Regions from separate parts of the Mus musculus genome. Here region 1 is linked to region 2. Evidence: chromatin contacts called from public promoter capture Hi-C data. All regions are on one chromosome and are shown on one strand. The core of a region is the stretch at or near the end of the contact, and the rest is flanking DNA. Distances in the headings are between cores, read along the strand shown.

The links. Promoter capture Hi-C pulls out the DNA fragments that hold promoters and counts their contacts.
Region 1: a promoter capture Hi-C map of embryonic stem cells shows a contact between it and region 2. The contact joins the promoter of Cdh1 here to the promoter of Pla2g15 in region 2. A contact is called at or near these places in 7 of 39 promoter capture datasets (the 3T3-L1 cell line, 3T3-L1-derived adipocytes, the SN4741 cell line and 3 more) and 6 of 115 datasets of contacts at active chromatin or transcription factors (bone marrow-derived macrophages, embryonic stem cells, extraembryonic endoderm stem cells and 2 more).

The regions. Positions count from the first base shown.
Region 1 is chr8:106,601,173-106,608,857 of GRCm38.p6, forward strand. It overlaps Cdh1 (cadherin 1), which reads left to right and starts at 2,178. Exons shown (of 16, transcript NM_009864.3): 1 at 2,178-2,370; 2 at 3,115-3,235. The coding sequence starts at 2,323.
Region 2 is chr8:106,147,307-106,154,422 of GRCm38.p6, forward strand. It overlaps Pla2g15 (phospholipase A2, group XV), which reads left to right and starts at 3,048. Exons shown (of 6, transcript NM_133792.3): 1 at 3,048-3,307. The coding sequence starts at 3,181.

The sequences.
Region 1 (7,685 bases), core at 928-3,427, 450 kb after region 2:
AAGCGGAAATCCAAAATGCTGCTGCTGTGTGTGTGTGTGTGTGTGTGTGTGTGTGTGTGTGTGTGTGTGTGTGCGTGTGCGCGTGCTTGGAAAGCCATTAAAACAGAGCGGTCAGCCTGCAGGGAAGGCTGGCAGAATTAGTGTGGGTTACGTGGGCTAGAAACAGCACCTCTATAGATGAGGCTGTGCTCTCTGTGGGCTCAGGTTCACCATTAACACTATGGGAAATACTGATGGTCAGATAGGGCTGGGCCTTTCAAAGGCACAGCCTCCACACCTCAGTGATTGTTTTGGCCTTAGTACAGAAGAGGACTTGCCCAGTGCCATACAGGCTAGTGACTGGCAGGGATATATGATTTTGTAGTTTTTGGTTGCTTCTTGAGATTCTCAGGGCTCAAATCCAGTTTGTCGCTGAGGAGGGTGGCTTTGAAGTCACGATTTTCCTGCCTACGTGTAATCCCTATGTGCCTATTATAGGCACCACCATACCTGCTTTACACTGTGCTGAGGGTGGTACCCAGGGCCTCATGTATGAGCTACATCCCCAATCTCTGTTTTGCCAAGGTTGGACCAATAGGAATGAGAGATGCCTTTGTTTTCATATATCCAAGCAACACGGACATGGCAGGCCATAGGCAGACAGGGAAACTAATCTAATATTTGTCTATTTTATTTTTGATCCTAAAATTATGTACCAGGGACAGAATTCTCAGGTGCAGGTGGCTATGCCATGACTATGGTATTAAACGTCTCAATCTCTGGAACAGGAGAGCTTGAGTTCTGGACTTTCCTCCTTTAACACGTTGACTTGCTACACGATATCAAGTTGTAGGTAAATAACAGATTTGAGTAACATCTCTTCCAGCTCAGATGGGAGAGGGCTGGAGAGATGGCTCAGCGGTTGAGAGCATTGACTGCCTTTCGAAAGGACCGGGTTCAAATCCCAGCACCCCCATGGCATTTCACAACTGGCTGTAATTCTAGTTCCAAGGGACCTGACATCCTCACACCAATACACATAAACAAAATAAATTATTAAAAAATAAAACCCAACAGAACAACTGATGAGGAGGGCTGGAGAGATGGCTCAGTGGTTGAGAGCACTGGCTGCTTCCAAAGGACCCAGGTTCAAATCCCAGCAACCACATGGTAGTTACAGCTGTCTGTAATTCCAGTTCCAGGAGATCTGATACCCTCACATAGACATACACGGAGGGAGAACAATGTAAGTAAAAGATTTAAAATAAAAAGCAACAACAACAAAACAAAACAAAACAAAAAACCTGATGGATGTGGGATGCATAGGATGCTGCTACTTGGGGGTCCCAAGGTCAAAGCCAGTCTGGGTTACCTAGTCCTGAGAACTGAAGTTAAGAGAACAGATTTTAGCCGGGCAGTAAGGTAGTGGGTACCTGTAGCTCCATCCCAGAAGTGAGAAGGCTGAGTTTGAACAATGATGAGTTTAAAGCCATGCTGGGCTACATAGCAAGGCTATGTCTCAAAAGGGAGCCGGTCAGGTGTTAGAAAATTAGATTAGCCTGGTCTGGTACCCCACTTGTGCAATCCCAGCATTCGGGAGACTGAAACAGGAGGATGGCTAAGACTAAGACAATTCCAGGCCCACCTGAGTTGGAAAACAAACAAACAAAAAAGCTACCAAACAAAATAAAACCGTCGGAGAAATAGCTCAGTCAGTAAAGGCCAATGGCGGCAATGCAATCCCAAGACCCTCTTGGTGGAAGAAGAGAATTGACTCTTGAAGGCTGTCGTCTTATCTCCACAATCGGTCTGTGGCACGTGCGTTTGCGAGCACAGGATCGCGCTCTCGCCCGCGCACGCACCCCTCCCCCCATGTTAAAATGTCATTTAAAATCCCTAAGCAAACAAACTCATCCAACCAAAGAAAATAAAAACATAAGAAACAAAACGGAAACCTAGATGATGAATAAAGTCCTTTGTAACTCCATGTCTCCGTGGGTCAGAGCACAGCTAGGCTAGGATTCGAACGACCGTGGAATAGGAAGCTGGGAAGTCTTCTAAGGCCGGCCCCATGCCACCAACTACAGACAGGGGTGGAGGAAGTTGAGGGCCCTGCAGTTCCTTGGCTGCCACCTGCAGGTGCGTCCCCAGCCAATCAGCGGCGCCGGGGGCGGTGCCTGCGGGCTCACCTGGCGGCCGCAGCCTCTGCGCTGCTCACTGGTGTGGGAGCCGCGGCGCACTACTGAGTTCCCAAGAACTTCTGCTAGACTCCTGCCCGGCCTAACCCGGCCCTGCCCGACCGCACCCGAGCTCAGTGTTTGCTCGGCGTCTGCCGGGTCCGCCATGGGAGCCCGGTGCCGCAGCTTTTCCGCGCTCCTGCTCCTGCTGCAGGTATGTGGAGGGTCCTGACTCGTGCCCCATGATCCGCTTCGCTGTGTTTTTCTGCCGGCTGTGGTCCCGCTTCCCTTCTTCCAAGAAAGTTGGGATCCGGAGGGCCAGATCGCCCTGGGCGCTGCGCGGTGCGGGGCTGAGTGCGGTGGAGTGGGAGGGAGGTCCAGGCGGGCGCGGAGTGGTCGCCTCTGGCGCAGGTTCCCAGGTGGGGGCGCGCCACGCTGCCGGCTCCCGGGTCCCCGGGTTGAGCAGGGTCCCTGTTTGAGACAGAGGAGGCGTGGAGCAGGATGGGGGCCTGCCTGTAGAAGGTGGGGTGCTGAAGTAGCGCGGACGATCCGAGATAAGGGAAGGGATTTTAGTATTATAAAAGCACCTGTCCTGTTAGGGAGGGACCGTAGATTGGGGTACCCGAGAGGAGTCTGCGGGTGTGCGTTGAGACCGTTCGCGGTCGAAGGAAAGTGGTGTCCGGAAGAGTCAAGGCGTCTCCAGTGAGATGCAAATGGAGCTAGGAGAGGAAGGTGGACTAGGTTGCCAGGTGGTGGCCCCAGATGTCCCCTCCCCCAAAGGCTTTTGGAGCTTGGCGGCTGGTTTCGGGATGAGCGGATAGCGTCCCTGTGTGCCCTGAGGGGGGTCCTCCCCACTAATCCCGGCGCCCGAGGCGAGGGAAGGGTTACCCTTGGTTTCGGTGTGGGCTGCTGGGAACCCCCTCAAGTCACCAGTTTGCTTACTTTACCTCCATCCCAGGTCTCCTCATGGCTTTGCCAGGAGCTGGAGCCTGAGTCCTGCAGTCCCGGCTTCAGTTCCGAGGTCTACACCTTCCCGGTGCCGGAGAGGCACCTGGAGAGAGGCCATGTCCTGGGCAGAGGTAAGGGAAACTGATGGTGTTACTCGGCCGAGTGGGGTCGGGTAGTGAAGGCGCCAAGAAATCGTGCTACCATGCTGGTAGGGTGGAATGGACAAAACTCTTCCTTGGAATTTACGGCAGATTTGGGAGTCTTATTTATCGATTGTGGTTGATCAAGGTAGATATGTCTGGCTCTGCTATTTATACGGGGCAGAAATGGGCCAAGGGTATTTAGAGGTCATCGGTATTCCTCCAACTGATTACTGGAGCCGGTCTATCATTTCAGACCGCCAAACCTGCTGGGTAGAGCCAGTTGGACTGTAGTTCCATTTAATGATGAGCAATTGGAGGCTCATAGAGTGACTTCACAGGGTCAGCAGGGCAGGCATTTGAACCGGGATTTGACTCCCACTATTTAGGTATAGTCACTGAGGAACCGGTTCATAATGACTTGTGGTTTTTGTTCATAAGGATAAAAATACTCGATACAGGTGCTGCTTTCCCAAGGAATAGGTTTTTTTTGTTTTGTTTTTTTGTTTTTTTGTTTTTTGTTTTCTTTAAGAAAAAAAAAGAAAAGGTAGCTCTGACTCATACATTCAAACACTCAATATATATTGAGGTCTTATTGTGATAATCTAGAATTTTCTTTGTATAACTGTAGGGAATGGCTGGGAGCAAGGCAAGAGGACCAGGTTTTTGTTAATGTTGTTTCTTTTTTAACTATTTTCCCTAGTTTCTAGGTGCTTCTTTTGCACCAAAATGACCTCCCCCCTCATGATTTTAGTTGATCCCCAAAGTATGATAAACAAAAAGCAATAATTTTAAAAGGAGAAGTCACACACAATCCCTTTCTGGGAATAGATTCACCGAGGTTCTTCTTCCAGTCGTAAGCCACCTGAAAAATCTACAGCACTCATGATGGTGTCTAAAAGTTTGCTGTGAGCTTTGGAAGTTGGGTCCAGGTTTGGTGGTGCACCTTACAGAGAAATAGCGGCCCGACTGGTTGGTCTTAACTTGCTTTTCTGAGATCTGACTGGTTTTGTGGAGCTTTCTTTGGGTCCAGAAAGGCTGCAGCCCTGTGGTCCTGAGGTTGGAATGGTCAGGGATCCTTCAGCCAGTCTCCACGTGACTCTTGCCCAAGGACGAATCTGAGCCTCTGGTAGGTTGCTGAGAGCAGGGAGCATCCGGCCTGCCTTCAGTGGCACGTTGGGATGGGCTAGCGAGGCATGAGTGTTCTAGGATGTTTCCAAGGACCGCAGTGAGTGTCTGAGAATAAATAAGTAGACGTCGTGTCACTCAGGGTTGAGCTTGGTGGGCTTGGAGACAGGAATGCTTATATATTAGGGATCAGTGCAAGTCCTGGTGGCTTGCTGATGCGTATGTGTGCCTGAGTTACGACAGTCTTTGGTAGCAGTGCTAAGGATGAAACCTTCAGCCTGTTGTTACATGTTAGCCAGGCACCTAACCACCAGTGTGTTGGTTGGGTCGATTTGTTTGTTTATGAGACAGGATGTCCCTGTGTGACATGGGCTGGTCAGAAATTCACAGTTTGATTTTCCTGCTTCAGACTCCAGTGCTGGGATTCCAGGGTCACCTTGACGCTGACCCAGCTTTAATTTACACCTCTACGTGCTAGTGTCTGGTCACTCACACCACTGCATATCAGTGACAAGATCACTTAAAAACTGATAGTACCACCTGCTCACTCACGCCCCTTAAGGCGAGTGAGTCATTTACCTAAGGTAAAAATGAGAACTTCTGGAGGGTGGACACCATTCCAGTCCTCAAGGAAATCAGGAGCCTGAAGCATCTACGACTGGTCCTCCTCTTTTTGGTTTTCTTTTCTCTCAAAAAGAGAGGGGATGAAAACAAAACAAAAGAGAGGGAAGTGAGTGAGCTGCCCCAGCGGTGGTCACACCTGTGACCTGCACTCCCGGAAGTGAAGTGTGTGAGCTGCAGCTGTGGTGGTTCCCATTCGTGATCAGCCCTTGGGAGGCCAAGGCAAGAGGATTGCTAAAAGTTGTAGGTTTGAGGTCAGCCTGGTCTAAGTAGTGGGTTACAGACTAACCTGGGCTACAGAGTGAAATGAGACCTTTAAAAAAAAAAACAAGGAAAAAGGAAGGAAGGAGGAAGGAAAGAAAGAGAGAAGGGTGGAAAGGAAGGAAGGGAGGGAGGGAGGGAGGGATATGTGTGTGCTTTTGGGGAAAACAGTCCATTGTGAAATAGACTGTGGACAGAGGTCTTAACGTAGGGGGAGCTGAGAGTGGCTGGTGTTGATGGAGATAGAACATGCTCCGCGGGAGGTAGAGAGCCCCCGCTGAGAGCATTGCCCCCGCCCCCAAAGGCAGGGAGCCACTTCACCCCGCTGAGAGCACACCCAGTGGGAGGTAGAGAGCCCCGCCCCCGCCGGTGGTTTAGGTGGGAGAAGCACCCTCCACACAGCATCCCACAAGCTTCCATGCTTCCCGCGGCTGGTTCCAGTTCCCTTTAAGTCTGAGACTCCACCACTGCTCACCCGGGGTCTAATTGCACCAGTGGAGTGTGGGATTGCGCTAGATCAGAGGTATCTTTCCAGAAATCACACACTGCACCCCAGAAAATTGAAAATGAATTGCCTTCATTTAGGAAGGTGGGGACACTCTTTCGACCTTCTGGGGAAACCGAGGATTGTGACCTTGGCTCCAGGTTCCACTATGCAGGCTTCTGAGAATCTGACACAGGTGGCTTAAAGGTCACAAACAGGCTTTGATGAGCTCTGTTAGCATCGTCCCGATGCCCTGTAAGCTTGCCTGTAGAATCTCTGGCTTCTAAAATGCAGAATCTTAAAAACTGAAAACCCAAACCCCTCCACTACCCAAGCATATCCTTTAGTTAGGTTGATTTGTTTATTTTTTCTGTTTTGGGTTTTTGTTGTTTGTTTTTGAGATAGGATCTCACTATTAGCCTTAGCTGGGCTGGACTTCACTGTTGTAGACCAGGCTGCCCTTGATTTCACAGAGATCTTTCTGCTTCTGCTTCCTGAGTGCTGGGCAGACACACCAGCTGTGGCTCTTCGGTTTCTATTTCTTGTTTTTGTTTTTTTGAGACAGGGTCCCAGGTAGTTCAGGCTGGCCTGCAACCCTCTATGTAGTAGAGGATGATTGAATTTGTGATCTTTCTGCTCCCACTTTCCTGGGGCTAGGATACAAGTGTATACCACTATGCTGGTTCTTGCTTGTTTTAAAGCTGATTCACTGTTTTTGTTTGTTTGTTTGTTTTTACTTTTATTTAATATGTATGTTTGTGTGTCATTCTTTTCAGGGACTAATCTCTGTCCCGTTCTAATTTTAGTTTATGTGTGGCAGAGTGAAGCACTCTGTGGTTTGAGACAGGGTCTAACCCAGGCTAGTGTGGAACTCAACAGTGTAGCGCAGATTAGCCTTGAATTCATGGTGATCCTCCTGCCTCAGCTTCCTGAGTGCTGGGATTCCCAACAACAATCACCAAGTCCAGTTTAAGTTGTTTCTTTAGAGTTGTTGATTATTATTATTTTTTTAAGCACAATCTTTTCAGGGATCTGGCCTTTGCCTTTCAGAGCTACAGGATTAATACACAAAGTTACATCCATGTAGGGTGCTGGTAAATCCTTTAATTGATGGCTTCCACAGCTTTTTTTTTTTTTTTTTTTTTTTTTTTTTTTTTTTGGTTTTTTTTTTTTTTTTTCGAGACAGGGTTTCTCTGTATAGCCCTGGCTGTCCTGGAACTCACTCTGTAGACCAGGCTGGCCTCGAACTCAGAAATCCGCCTGCCTCTGCCTCCCCGAGTACTGGGATTAAAGGCGTGCGCCACCACGCCCGGCTTCCACAGCTTTATAATGTCTGTAGGACAAACGGGCCTGGGCTTTGGTTATTTGATGGATTGACCTAGTTCTCAGGCAGCCACCTGTGTGGACTAAATACACCCATTTCTTCTCCATTCTGAAGGATGTGCTGAAAGCCGCCTTGGACAGTGAGAAAAGCAAACATGGAAGCCTGCTGTAGGATCACCTTACACCATCAGATACCCACTTCCCACCCCCGGCTTCCTGAACTTTCTGTAATTACTCATGCCAGTGACTAGGGCTCATGTGGGCCATCCCAGGAAGGAGACTAGTGGCTGCCATTCTGTCCTGGTCTTTGTGTCTCCCGAGGAGGAGTGTAGGTGGTGAGGTCACAGGCTAAGCCAGGCCATTTAAGGAAAGCTGCCTCAGCTCCAGCCCAGCCCTCTCTGCCAGGTGGATATGGAAATCCCGGTTTACTCTCTGGGGCCTTTTATTGGCTGAAATGCTCACCTTGGTATCTGTTACACATTCCCTTCCAAGAGCAGAGCTAGATAAGCCAGGTGTGGAGACAATCAGCTCTTGAAATCTCCCAGAAGCTGCCAAACCCCTAAAATCAGCAAGAGACACCCCTCATAGTCCAGACTCAGCTGTTTTATTCTGCCTCTCCCTGAT
Region 2 (7,116 bases), core at 1,798-4,297:
GACCAGGCTGGCCTTGAACTCAGAAATCCACCTGCCTCTGCCTCCCAAGTGCTGGGATTAAAGGCTTGCGGCACCACGGCCCAGAGATCAGCCTGTTTCAAACGGTCTGTCACTCCGAGTAGAGTTGGGAGTGGTTTGGATCTGAAAGTCTGAACCATTTCTCTGTAGGATTCTCCTGCAAAGAACAGGGCTCGAGAGCTCATGTTGGCACTTTAGCCCCTGTCCGCACAAGCCTGAGGACTCTTTCTCTCTTTCTTTCTTTCTTTCTTTCTTTCTTTCTTTCTTTCTTTCTTTCTTTCTTTCTTTCTTTCTTTCTTTCTTCCTTCCTTCCTTCCTTCCTTCCTTTCCTTCCTTCCTTCCTTCCTTCCTTCTTCCTTTTCGTTTTTTTTTTTTTTTTTTTGGTTTTTCGAGACAGAGTTTCTCTTTATAGCTCTGGCTGTCCTGGAGCTCACTTTGTAGACCAGGCTGGCCTCGAACTCAGAAATCCACCTGCCTCTGCCTCCTCGTTTTGTTTTTTGAGACAGGGTTTCTCTGTGTAGCCCTGGCTGTCCTGGAGCTCATTTTGTAGAACAGGCTCACCTGGAACTCAGAAATCCACCTGCCTCTGCCTCCCGAGTGCTGGGATTAAAGGCGTGTGCCACCACTGCCCTGGCCTCAGCCTGTTTTCTTAGAGAACACAGGACCATCAGCCCAGGGATGGCACCACCCACAGTGGGCTGGACCTTCCCATGATCACTAAGAAAATCTCCTACAGGCTTAACTGCTCACATTCTGATCCTCTGGAGGCTTTTTTGAACTGAAGTTCCCTCTCTTTTTTTTTTTTTTTTTTTTTTTGCCAAGTTGACAGAAAACCAGCCAAGACATTGGGCCATGTAGTAAACCTTTGTCTTTAAAAAGAGGGAGGGAGCTCAACTCCCGATTTTGTCCACAGTGCCAGCAAAGGTCACGGTTAGCCATTCCCGTAGCAATCCTGACTCCTAATAGCTTGGGTGCTTGGGGAGGTGGTGCATCAGTAAATCCCAGTTGAAAGAGTTGAAAGCAGTGCCACTCTTCTGAAGTCTGTGGTCTTCTGGGACTGTGGTCATCTGAGGATGATAGTTTAGCCAAGATGTTCATACTGGCCAATGCCCAAGGTTGTCCAAGCCTTCTAGCACCTCCCCACCCCCTCTTGGCTCTGGACTTCTGACTGTTCCTAGTCTTGGCAGAGTGTCTCGATGACTCTGTACTGGCCTTCACCAGACCAGTCTGTAGCAACCTCTTACAGATGCAAGAGATTAAAGTAGGAGGCAGTGGGGCCTAATGTATTGGTTAGTGGGCTTTAAAATGCCCTGTTCTCTGGGGCTAGAGAGATGGCTCTGTAGTTATGAGCACTTGTTGCTCTTCCAGAGGCCTACAGTTTGATTCCCAGTACCTATATGGTGCCTCACAACTGTCTGTAACTCTATTACATTAGACTGAAGTCCTCTTTCTGACTTCTGCAGGCACCAGGCATGTATGTGATACACATACATGTAGGCAGAAATACTCATACATCTAAATAAAACAAATAGATCGTTTAAAAACAAAACAAAACAAAACTTTCTAAGCTGTGAGGTGATGGCACACACCTTTAATGCCAGCTCTAGGGAGGCAGAGGCAGGGGGATCTCTGTAAGGTTGGGGCCCAGCTTGGTGAGTACCAGGATACCCAGAACGGCCGAGAGAAATCCTCCTGTCTCAAAAAACCAAAATACAATTTAATAAATAAATAACTTCCTATTTTGCTATAAAAACTAGAATTGTTGGCATTAACGTGGGGTCAGCTGTTTACCAAGAAGAGGGAAGGAAGAGGTGGGGGGTGGAGCAGAAGTCTTGGGACCAAGCAGTGTCCCAGAAGCACAGTTGGCCTTCAGAAGGAAGTATGTAGAGGGTTATTTCTCAGAAGCACTGGTCAGTTCACCCCCAGAGTGTTGGCATATTACTGGGTGTTGAGCCTTTTGCCTACTACCGTCTGGGCCCCAGCTCCTCGCTCCAGTCAGTCTTATGCCCTTCCTGAGTCCTCAGGCTTGCGCGGACAGGGGCTAAAGTGCCAACATGAGCTCTCGAGCCCTGTTCTTTGCAGGGGAATCCTACAGAGAAATGGTTCAGACTTTCAGATCCAAACCACTCCCAACTCTATTCGTGTGCTGCACTTACAGAGTGACAGACCGTTTGAAACAGGCTGATCTCTGGGCCGTAGTGCCGCAAGCCTTTAATCCCAGCACTTGGGAGGCAGAGGCAGGCGGATTTCTGAGTTCAAGGCCAGCCTGGTCTACAAAGTGAGTTCCAGGACAGCCAGGACTGCACAGAGAAACCCTGTCTCGAAAAACAAAACAGAAAGAAAGAAAGAAAGAAAGAAAGAAAGAAAGAAAGAAAGAAAGGAAGGAAGGAAGGAAGGAAGGAAGGAAGGAAGAAAGAAAGAAAGAAAGAAAGAAAGAAAGAAAGAAAGAAAGAAAGAAAGAAAGAAAGAAAGAAAGAAAGAAAGAAAGAAAGAAAGAGAGAAAAAGAAAGAAAAAAGAAAAGAAAGAAAGGCTGTTTTAGCTTCTTCTCCCAGACCTGCTTCTTGGGTTCTAACATGCATTTCTACCGGCAAGGCAGACAGTAAAAGTTTTCTGGACGTGGGCGGCCAAACCTAGATGCCCCTGGGGATGCCAGTGTAAAGGCCGTATAAAGGTCCTGGACAGCTGCTGGTCACCCGAGTTCCAAAACACTAACTTCCTCTTTTTTTGTTTAGAGACCATTCACCCATAGCAAATGAAGGGCATGTTTTTGGTCCTTGTGCTGTGGGAAGGCTAGGAATTAGGAATGAGAACTACTTGAGTGGACTTTGAGAATTGTTCTGTGTTGGGTTCACGGTGAGGTGAGATGGGGCTGTGTAGGAGCAGGGCGACAGCTGGGATGATAAGCGGCTCCCATCGGTTGGTCGATCGATGCGTTCGGCGCGCAGCAAAGTCCCGGAGGTGGGCATGGGCGGGTGGTGAGCTCCGGTGGGAGGGACGCTCGTGGCGGAGAGTTGCAATTGGTAGAGCCTTAGCAAGAGGCGGGTCTTAATTGACTGGTATCTGCGAGCGGTGGGGTTAACTAGCTGAGCTGCGGCCCGGGCCTAGGCACGATCCCTAATCTCTAAAGCAGCCCCTTGGACCTGCGACCACAGTCTCACGCCATGGATCGCCATCTCTGCACCTGTCGCGAGACCCAGCTCCGGAGTGGCCTCCTGTTACCTCTGTTTCTACTAATGATGCTGGCAGACCTGACGCTCCCGGCCCAACGTCACCCCCCGGTGGTGCTGGGTGAGACTCGTGTTCAGGGTGGTGGTGGGTGGATCCTGCAGGATCCAGTGCAGCCAGGGTCTGGTGGGCCAACTGCTCTGTTGTGCATCTGCTTTAAGCACGAAACCCAGAGCATTTGGTTTCTAACCTGGGTCAGTTCGGTTAGCCCACCTCCCGCCATACCGGGCATGGGTGTGGTCTGGAGCCCTCTGAAACGTGAGAGTAAAGGGAATAGATAATGTCTGGCTTTCCACTCCACCTAACTGCAACAGCTCCAAACCTTGCCTCGCCATGCCCCCATTTCTTAGCTGGAAAGACTGAGGCAATTCAACCCTACTTCAGCGGGTTCCTAGGCAGTCTCAGAATCGGTCATTACCTCCTACCCTCTCTATTTCACAGGGAATGAGTGGTAGCAAGTTCTATCCACGCTGGCCCCCAAAAGCATTTCTCTGCTCTCAGCTTATGGAATGGATGGTATTGACTTTCGAGGAGATGGCCTAAGGGAAACAGGGTGGCTAAGGGAAGGGAGGAGAGAGGAATGGGGTTGGGACAACAGTCTTGAACTGGCGTTGAGGGAGTCCGGGAGTCTGAGAGCATGCCTCCACTCTCCGCTTCCAGACCTAATTACTCTAGGCTGTACTGAGGCCAGGTGACATTCCCTGCCCACTTGCTCTTCTGTCTTAGACTTGGCAGCGGAACAGAAATAACAATGTTTCTATGTGGTAATAGGCCAGGCTAAAATCTCTAGGAGTCTTAGATGCCCCATTCAGCCAATGGAAGTCGTTTTGAACTGGTGTTTCGCTGGCCAGGACTCCTGAGAACAGAGACATGCTGAAACGTACGCTATATATATGTTTATGTATGTATATGTGTGTGTGTGTGTATATATATATATATTTTCTTTCTGCTGGAGCATAAATTCCTGTGCTCTTTCTTCCCTTTTTTCTTTTTGTCTTGTCTTAGACAGGGTTTTTCTGTGTAACCCTGGCTGTCCTGGAACGCACTCTGTAGACCAGGCTGGCCTTGAACTCAGATACCCACCTGCCTCTCCCTCCCAAGTACTAAGATCAAGGGTGTATGCCACCATGCCTAGCTGAGAAACCCTCTCTTGAAAAGCAATGTCATTCTAGGTCAGCGAAGGGGATGGGGGATTCTGAGCCTAGGTTCCCTTTGAGATTTGTATACAGCTGGACCTGCCTCTCTCAAGCTTCCTGGATGGTAGTAATAGTGCCTCTCAGAGAGGTCATCCTGAGAGGTGAGAGAGAGAGGTGTGGGAGCGCTGGGGAAGCCTTCCTGGAATATGCAGGAAGTAAGGTGGCTTGGAAGATTGCTCCAGGCTGGTCAGCATGGAACTGGGGGAAGGCAGGAGATATGGGTGGTGTAGAACTTGTGACTTGGTCATCTGGACTTTAACCCTGAGGACCAGTGTGAAGAAGTCACGTGTGAATGTAAGAAGATCTAAGAATAAGGCCCATGACATTGAGATGTGTGTATTCTCTGACCACATACGCGTTTCCTACTTGAGGCAGAGTCTTTGTAGCCTTGTCTTCTTGCTGTAGATCAGGCTGGTCTTGAACTCACAGAGATCTGTCTGCTTCTCCCTCCCTAGCACTAGGATTAAAGGAGTGCACCATCACACCTGGCTTATTTGCAGCATAGTATCGCTTGGACAGATGGGCACTAACTGCCAATTAATCTATGCAGACTTTGGTTATCCTAAATCATAGCTGAGAAGCCTTAGACTCTGAAAGAATCTGAGCTCCTGTATCCTTGTGCATCTTTTCAAGGACCAGGGCTGCTGCCAGAGAGAGCTTTTTCTTGTTTTGTTTTGTTTTTGTTTTTCCGAGACAGGGTTTCTCTGTATAGTCCTGACTGTCCTGGAGCTCACTCTGTAGACCAGGCTGGCCTCGAACTCAGAAATTCTCCTGCCTCTGCCTCCCAAGTCCTGGGATTAAAGGCGTGAGCCATCACCGCCCGGCCAGAGAGAGCTTTTTCTAGGCACAAAAAGTGCTGCAGGGTCCTGAGTTAGTGGGAGAGGTAGCAGAAAACTGATCTTGGAACAGGGGGGTGGGATCTTAGGCAAACAGTTTGCATCCCTCTCAGCCTCAGTCTTCTTATCTGTTAAATGAACAAAGAGGGCCTGCAAGATGGTTCAGTGGACGAAGGGGATTGCCACCAAGCCTGAAGACCCGAGTTCTATCCCCAGAAGAAACCAATTCTGGAAAGTTGTCCTCCAGCCTCTGCACATGTGCTGTGTTGTGCTCTCGTCTTACCCCTGCACATACATGTAGACTAAACATAATTTGATAATGTGTATGAAAGTAAAGAGGACTCTTCCCAGGGTTATTTGAAGTAAAAGTTTTGTGTCTGGTTCTTGTCTATGTCTCAACCACCAAGTATCTCAGGAAGGGGCCATTGCTATTTTTAGAGGCCTCCCAGCCTGACCAGGAAGAGGGGTAACTGGTGGCTTCCTCTTTCACCCATTTCCTCGTCAGTGCATGGAGACATTGACCAGTCGTCATGCCCTGCTCATAGGTATGTCATGTCGAAGCTCCCATGGTGGGAATTTCCTGCATCAGCACCCACATCATGAAGGGAGTGGAAGGCACGTGTCTTCCCACAACACTCTGAAGACACTGGGATAACTGCTTAGGCAAGGACATGTGCTATGCTGGGTTCAAAGACACTGTTGAGAAAAGTCAAGGGGCTCTTTATAGTGACTGTGGGTCTCAAAAAGGGTTTTTTTTTTTTACCCCCTCGGGCGTTGGTACCACACCCCTTTGATCTTATCACGCAGGAGGCAGAGATAGGCAGATCTGAGTTCCAGGACAGCCAGGGCTACACAGAGAAACCTTTTAAAAAAAAAAGACGGGGAGGGGAGGTTGTCCTTGTAAAGTTGTACAGCCTGTGGATGTAGGTGGTGACCTGTAAGGTAACAGGCTTTAAATGCTGGGAGTTGAAGGGATGGGTGTAAGCTTGGGTGTTATCAGGGCCCTAGGGTTTGAGTGGCTCAAAGAGATTGACAGGAGTGGTATCCAGTCATGCTTGGAACTTGGTCACACCCCCTCGCCCCATGCCTGCTGTGGCTTGTTACTGCAGATTAACCATCACCAGCACACCTCTGCACTGCCTTAAGGCTTTCCACAGGACCTACCCTCTGCAACTTTCCTGGCCTTTAGCAAGGCCTACACATCTTGGTAGGTCTGCTGGAACCATTACAGATGTCTCTCATTTGTGTTTTTTATCAGGGCTCCTACTGATGAGCTTGCAATCCCAGAATTTGGCAGGTTGGAGAAGCAGGCTTTGGATGTCAGCAAGACCCTGTCTCAGACAAAAGCTAAAACTAAATAGAAGAGTACTGCCTCTGGGTTTAATTCTTGGTTTACCACTCTATCTTGTGTCCCACTGCCTGGGGGTAGAGAAGACCTTGCTTACCTTTTTTCCTGGTTTAAGCCTGGAGAGGGTGGTACATATCTAATATCAGGGCCATAGCACTGGCCAAATTCTGGAGGTTCTGAAAAACTCCCATGAGCCTCAAAATCTCTTCTAGTTAAGAGTATGATCTGGAAGCCGGGCGGTGGTGGCACACACCTTTGATCCCAGCACTTGGAAGACAGAGGCAGGCGGATTTCTGAGTTTGAGGCTAGCCTGGTCTACAGAGTGAGTTCCAGGACAGCCAGGACTACACAGAGATGATCTGGGTCCATTAACCCTAGAAACCATCAGTAGCTGAGGTCTCAGAGGGATCCACAGCCTCTCTCAGGGAAGTAACTTTGGTTTTTTAATTCCCTTCTGAATGGCCAACGAGGAAGTTCCATTCGAGATCGTGG